2 separate regions of the Mus musculus genome follow, and region 2 is linked to region 1. Evidence: chromatin contacts called from public Hi-C data. All regions are on one chromosome and are shown on one strand. The core of a region is the stretch at or near the end of the contact, and the rest is flanking DNA. Distances in the headings are between cores, read along the strand shown. Region 1 overlaps Ldlrad3 (low density lipoprotein receptor class A domain containing 3). Region 2 overlaps Trim44 (tripartite motif-containing 44).

Region 1 (3,542 bases), core at 608-3,107:
ATGTTTAAAATGTGTGCCCGAACTCCAGCCTGTCTTGGTCAGCTGGAGGGCTTTCAGCAGGGATACATGGGCTCTAACGTGGCCCCAGGGAAACTCCATTCTTATTTCCCCCTCTAAGAATCAAGCAGGTAATACGGAATCCCTCATAGCCCCAGACCCTGTAGTTATTCATCTATTATGAAAGAGTCAGCTCCTGTGACCCGCTGCCCAGGAGGCCCCTGGTGTTGAAATGAATCCTGAAGAGCCCTGTCATTAAAATGCCCCACCGCTCCGCCAAGCCTTTTTGTCAAGAGGCACAAACATGAGACATCCAAGGAGAAGACAGGGTTGCTCAGGCAGGCAATACTGCACGGCCTCCCAGGGAGATCATGGAGGCAGAGAGCAGACGGATGTATTAATCATTCAAGGGCCTCAGAGCTGATATTGAGACCAAGTTTGCTATTTCCTGTAGGAACATTTTAGTAGCTTGCTTCTAAGACAACAAAAGAAACAAGCCAGCCAGACATTGTGGTGCATATCTATAATCCCGGTGCGCAGGAGGCAAAGACAAGGGGATTAGGAGTGTAAAGCCAGCCTGGGCTACATAGATGCACTCTGTCTCAAACAGGGTAAGGGAGCAAAAGCCAGTGGAAATGAGTTGCATTTGAATTCTCCTTGATTTCTTGATGTCTCTCTCTCTCTCTCTCTCTCTCTCTCTCTCTCTCTCTCTCTTTTACACTAGTAGTTATATCTTCTGGCCATAATTGTTAATATTCTGCATGGCTAGACTAATTTTTCAGAATTAGTTCATATGTGGGACAACCATATTCTGAGTTTTGTGAGTCTAAAAAGTCATCATCATGACTATCCTACTTGGACAGTGGAGCAGAAAAAGCAACCAGAGGCAACTCTCAAGTGAATGGGTATGATGGTGTATCAATAAAGCTTTATTTATAAAAACAAAATAACAAAAACAAGCATGAGGTCAGCCTTTGGCCATCCCTGGCTAGAGCACAGATGCTGGAAGAGATTCGGGTTGTAGAAGACTAGAGGGTAAGATTTTAGAGACCCCACTCCTGATCGGTGTTTGGAACATGGGTTGCTTCTCCTAGGCCATAGAACAAGGAGTGAGCTGGGAGCTTAATTGCTTCTGGAAAAGAACTTTATAGATAAGGAGAGAAAAATGTGGAACAATAGAGAAGGACAAGACAGGAAGTTGAGGGAATGGCTAAGGGGTTTATATGGTGCCAGTCTAACACCAGAGCCTCTGTCTCCAGGAACTGGCTGGAGGCGCCCTTTGAGGAGCCGTGTTGGGACCGGAGGGGATTTGTTCTCTCGTCACCTACTAATGAGATTTTATTTGCATTGACTTAACTAGACAGATTTTTCTCTCCCCAGTTTATTGGGTGAACCTTTTCCCTGCAGTATTATCTGTGGGTGATTATGCCATACTCCCAGCTGATCAAAGTACCCTGCTCTCAAATCCTGCTGGAGTTAGCATATTCTGCCCTGGCCGCTGTCACAGAAGGCTCAATAAACCATTGCATTGTAACTCAGCAAGCCTTATTACTGGACCAGAAACCAACTGACCATTGAGTTTAAAGAATGTCTGCTAAGCATTTAATTTTACAGCCTCCACCAAACACTCCAGGTAAATAGATACAGTAAGCAATAGAAATAGTAATTCTGCACAGCCCTTACTCAGCGAATTCTGGGAGGCACCGATATTCATTTAAGTTCCTTGCAGGAGCAGCTGAGATTGTCCTGAGAGGAATCCCAGGATTGCTAAAGCTCTTCCTTTCGCAGAAGAGGGGACTCCACCCCCTGCAAGCTTTGACTCTAGTGGGTCAGTTCATTTCAAGTCTACACGCCTGTGCTGTCTTCCCTGGTGTTTGTTCTTGCTTTGTTTGCTTAACACCATTCTGTGCTCTGCAGTGGGAGTGGTGGGAAGGGACTCTGGCTCTCCATGCCCATAGCACTCGTCCCTTGATGTTTTTTTAAGTGATAACATAATTGAGCAGAGTTCTGAAAAGGCCACCCAGGCCCTAGCTCCCAATTACCCTCATCATGAAGTCTTGGAAGCAATCTGAATTCCCATTAAAAAAAAGAAAAGTCCGCTTCCACCTTAAATAGCCAATTAAACGCTTTCCCCTCCAGCCAGTTCTGAAACTGCCCTGGGCCCCGCTTCTTGACTGAGAGGCCATTAGCCAGCTACTTCCCTAGGTTGTCTCTAGGTTATTCCTCCTCACAGATGACTAGATCCAAGGTCTCAGAGTCTTAGCAGGATACCTCAAACTTTCACTATGCTCAGGAGCTGACCTTGGGGTGAACAGGTTAGAAACTGATGGGAAAAAGAGCTTTGTCTGAGGTGATGGCTTAGTTGGTAAAGTGAATCTGGCCTCCAGAACCCATAACTAAAAGAAGCTAGAGGCAGCCAGTTCTACCAATCTCATGACTCCAGGGCCAGCTGTCGCTCCCACCTCGGCCGGCAAGGAAGACACAACACGGTCGGATTCTTCTCAACAGCCTTTATTGCAGGAACACCTCGATGCTGCTACGGGAACTCCAGGCACCCAGGGAGGTCTGCTTATATGCACCCCAGCACAGGGAAAGGCTTTGTGTCCTCCTGGGATAGGTTGAACTGCTGTCACCTAATTAGCATGTACCGGCTCGGGAGGGGTTGGCGCCAGACTCCCCTTAGACCTGCGCTGATGTTGTTTATGACAACGGCACACCTGGTGCCCGGCGCCATCTTAGAGTTGGCTTCCTACAGCCAGCTCTCGTGACCCAGGGCCAGCTCTGGCACACTCTCAGCCCCAGGCCAGCTCTACCCTGCTGCCCAGGTGAGGCGCAGGAACTGCTCTCCCAAGTGCTGCAGCAGGTGAGGGGCAGGGCCAGCTCTCCTGGCTGCCATTGGCAAGGGGCAAGAGGAGAGAAACCTTTCTCCCTCGCCCATGTCACTGGCCACACCTCTCACCATCTGCAATACTCAGAATAGTGGGCCCTGCACATCACCTGGGCAGCAGGCTAGAGCTGGTCCTTGTAACAGGGTTTGCTGGTGATCTGGCCACAGCGGCATGGGAGCAGGAGAGCAGACAAGGTGACCAGCTCAAATGCCTCTGAGGCCAGATATTAGGGTGGGACTTTGATATCCACCCCAATATCTTCCCCATTGATGAACTGCTGGAGTGCATGAAGGGGCTGGTCCTACAGATCCAAAACTACAGGATCTCCATGACACAGGGCAACAACAGGATATCCAAGAGGGGTCCCAGTGAGGTTCCAGTATCATAGAGTAGCAGAAACAACGACTCATTGCAGTGAGCATCTGCAAGCAAAGACGTGTGGAGAAGGGGGTTTACTGTGGGACACAGTGACATGCTACAGCTTCTGTGAGATTTAGTCTTTTCTGTCGAGGGACAGTTTGCAAGGGTGGCCGTCAGCTACAGGGGGAAGGGGAGATGAGTGGGACTGGGTGCATGATGTGAAATTCACAAAGGATCAATAAAAGGGGGTTTGGTTTGGTTTGGTTTGAAGCTAGAGTTAGTAGTGCATGCTTGTAA
Region 2 (3,542 bases), core at 416-2,915, 420 kb before region 1:
TTAGTGCCTGGGCACTGCTCTCCTAGTATAGCCTACCAGATTGCTGTCTGTTTGTCAGAATATGCATAAGGCTCCATAGAGTACAGGAAGGAGTAGGTGTGGGGAATACAAGCCGTGGATGGGGTGAACTTGGACCAGAATCTTCCTTTTGTAGTTTTGCATCAATTCTAGAACTTGTTAGAGACAGGTTTGCTCTAAGAGACTTTCATTTTCATTTCTATTTGGGGGTGGTTGTATTAGGGAAGCTATTCTTCATACTTGTTTTGAGGCTGAACATAGCAGGCTCAATGTAAAGCCCAATGAATGTTTGAAAATAACTCTTGAATTGGCTGGAAATGTAGAATGTAGGATTTCCTGAAGGAAGGCTCTCAGATGCTGCTCTGTGTGTCCCCTGGGGAGGCCATGCTTTTGATGCTTTGTGGGCAGGAGGAAGGATTCTGGTGGTGAAATGCATTTTTAGGAAAAGACAAAGGGTTTCCTCATCTCTAAACTAGCAAGGTACAGCTGCCTTCAGTCTGTCATCTGCTTAGGGATTCCTTCATTCTTCGTTTTCTGAAGGAAAGACAAGACAAGGCGGCAAGACATGGTTTGGTGCATTCCTTTCTTTTTTCTACAGCCAGGGGTAAAGTCATAATCCATTAGTGTTCTTGCTGAATAGCTTAAAATGGGTGCCAGCAGCTGGAAAGAGAGAGAGAGAGGGAGAGAGGGAGAGAGAGAGAGAGAGATGCTGGGGAAAGCTTTCCAGGGACAAGTGACCTGCTTGTTCAGCCAATGAAAATAGGTTAGAGGAATGATATCACCAGACAGGCTTTTTTTGTCTGATTATCTTATAAAAAGCAGGATTGTATCTGGCAACCTAAGCCTTTTTTAAGTACTAAGGTTTCACCCTCCCTGGTATATGACTTCTAAATTTCTGTTCCCAACTGTCAGTTGCAAGACCATAGAGATTAAAAGCTTAAACGAGTAGAGAAGCTAGTTTAAAAAATAGAAATTACCAAACTTTACAACCATGGCTAGAATGGAAATGTGATCTGAGTTGTGTTCAAAGAGCACATCTAAAGCAAATGCTGGGCATGGTCACATGACCTTAGACCTTCTGCTTGTAGTCTTGGGAGGGGAAGGCAGTTAGTGGGAGAAGAGCCATTAGTGTATTCTAATTTATGGAATGGATCTTCCAAAGGATTTCCTGTTTGGGAGGGATTGAATTGACTTTGTAGCTGATCTTGAGTAAGTGATTTCTGTAATATGTTTATTACATATTACAGAAATAATTGACCTTAATTGACCCTTCTCCCATAAAAAAATAACAATAATTGTCTTTATGCTTGTTTCCTTACTGAACAATAAGTGGTCTTGTCCTATTTCATAGAATTTCTGAGATAAGAAAATAAATTAGTTCTTGTGACTTGAGATTTTGCTACATGCATGTATTACAATAAGAACATTTTTCTTAAGATTTTATATTCAGTTATTCATTTCTTTCAATGGACATTTCACACCTTTGTTTTAAACACTACCTTAATGACCTAAAAATATTTGAAGGCATGCATGCCACCGTGCATGTGTGAAGGTCAGAGAACAAATTTGTGAAATCAGTTCTCTGTTTCCACCTTTGTGTGGGTTCCAGGAACTGAGCTCAGATCACTGGGCTTGCAACCACAGAGTGGCAGCACTTTGTCTGCTGAGCCGTTATTCTAGCCCCGGGAAAGCAACACCTTCTTGAAACAGGGTATAAGAGATACAGACATTAAACAATAGTTCTAGCCTTTAAGGAACTCAAAACATCCCAAATCAGAAAAAACAGTAATTAAATACATATTTCATTCTTTTTATCCAGTGCTAGGTCCTGTTCTAACTATCCTGGTATACATGAATGTAATTATCTCTCAGCAACAGGTACTATTATGGCTAGCTCCATTTTATAGAGAAAGAAGTAGAGGTGCAGGAGGTAAGATGACTTGCCTAATATCACACAGCTGGTGATAGAGTTGGCTTTTGAAGCCATATGGGAAAGGTCTGCCTTCTGTGCTGACCTTTACAGTGCTCACTAGCCACATGTAACATGACACTTCATGTTACAGAAAATGTCTCTAGTCGAGCTTGAATTGGGCTGTATGAATAAGAACTAGATTTCGAAGACCTAGTTGGGGATGGGTAGGAATCATAAGACTCTCTCTCTTTGTCTCTGTCTTTCTCCCTCCTTCCATCTCCTTCTCCCCCTACCTTGAGTGCCGTGTGTGTGTGTGTGTGTGTGTGTGTGTGTGTATGTGTGTGTGAGTGAGGGGGGGAGATAATTTATTAGGCAAGAAAGGATTTCCAAGAGAAGATATGGGCCAGAGCAGAAAAAGGTCAGAGACTTAATAGGTAAGACCTCATATTGAAATTACATGTTGCTGATATTTTAGACATAATAATTTAAGCAAAATTTATTAAAGGTGGTCTTACTTTCTTATTATAGCTACTCTAAAACTTAAGATTACATAGAGGCTTGCCTGGAGGTGGGGGCAGGGGCTCACACTACATTTTTGTTGGATTGTACTCTCAAATTTAAGATTATATAGAGGCTTGCCTCTGTGGGGGCTCACATCACATTTTTGTTCCACTGTACTATAAATGACAGGCAGGTGTCATTTTGGAACACTTACTGTATGCTGTACACTCTGCTAATACTTCTGCAGATATTTCAAATGACCTCATTTTACCCATATCCATTTACTCATAATTACTTTTGTGTATTATCCCTGTTTTGTAGGCAAGAGAGAAGAGTTTGAGAAATTTAATAATTTGTCCTAGATTACTTAACTAATTAGTGACAACTTCAAAGCCATGTGTCTGACTCAAAAATTTGCTTTCTTAACTATAGTAATTTGATTTGAATTTAAACCTGATATGAATACTTCTGTATCAGATACATAAAGTTTCAAAATAAAAATCAGTAGTCCATAAGATAGAAATTCTTTTGCAGGGCCTTGACATAGTTGAGTCTGAGATGAAGCAGTGAAATCATCCTGAGCAAATTGTGTTTATTTAATTTTCACTCCCTCCCTCCCTCGCCTGCCTCTCCCCCACCCCCCACCCCCTCCTGCCCTCCCTCCCTTCCTTCTATAGCCTGGCTGGCTTGGAATTCACTATGTAATCTAGGCTAGTTTTCTCCTGGGTACTGGGATTAAAGGAAAGTGCTACCACATCCAGCCACAAATTGTGTTTAGTTTTCGTTCCAACCATTTGTACTTTGACTCCTTGTCCATGGAGAAGGGGAATGGGGCTGCATGCCTTCCTTAGTTGTTTGGTCCTCTCATCTGATAAGATAGACTTGCTTTCTGTGTCACTGTCCTCTCTGTCCCCTGAAATACTGTGTTTGAGAGATCAATCATATTCTACCTAGTAACTCTGACTTTTTTTCTTCTAGAGCAAAGATTCCGGTGGACTGAAGGCAGCAATGATAGAGTTGGTGGAAAGGTTAAAGTTCAAGAGCTCAGACCCTAAAGTAAGTATTGTTTTGGAATTAACCAGGTATTGGTACCTTAAGCATTTGCTCTCCT

What was found. Hi-C and Micro-C count contacts between places; a contact is called where the count stands out from the background.
Region 2: a contact with region 1 is called in a Hi-C map of liver, with 2.8 times the contacts expected there. The contact joins two enhancer-like sites. A contact is called at or near these places in 3 of 484 Hi-C or Micro-C datasets (cerebral cortex and liver), 1 of 115 datasets of contacts at active chromatin or transcription factors (embryonic hindbrain) and 1 of 9 other capture datasets (embryonic stem cells).

The regions. Positions count from the first base shown.
Region 1 is chr2:101,964,161-101,967,702 of GRCm38.p6, reverse strand. The region is part of intron 4 of Ldlrad3 (low density lipoprotein receptor class A domain containing 3); the gene reads left to right. Among named protein-coding and RNA genes, the nearest start is that of Gm39888, 26 kb to the left of the region's middle. Within about 2 kb of position 1,857, at least 15 of the 459 cell types and tissues checked have an H3K27ac peak or open chromatin away from gene starts, as enhancers often do. A contact at or near this core is called in liver, where this site is marked.
Region 2 is chr2:102,380,809-102,384,350 of GRCm38.p6, reverse strand. Trim44 (tripartite motif-containing 44) reads left to right here. Exons shown (of 5, transcript NM_020267.2): 2 at 3,410-3,487. Among named protein-coding and RNA genes, the nearest start is that of Gm52521, 16 kb to the right of the region's middle. Within about 2 kb of position 1,665, at least 24 of the 459 cell types and tissues checked have an H3K27ac peak or open chromatin away from gene starts, as enhancers often do. A contact at or near this core is called in liver, where this site is marked.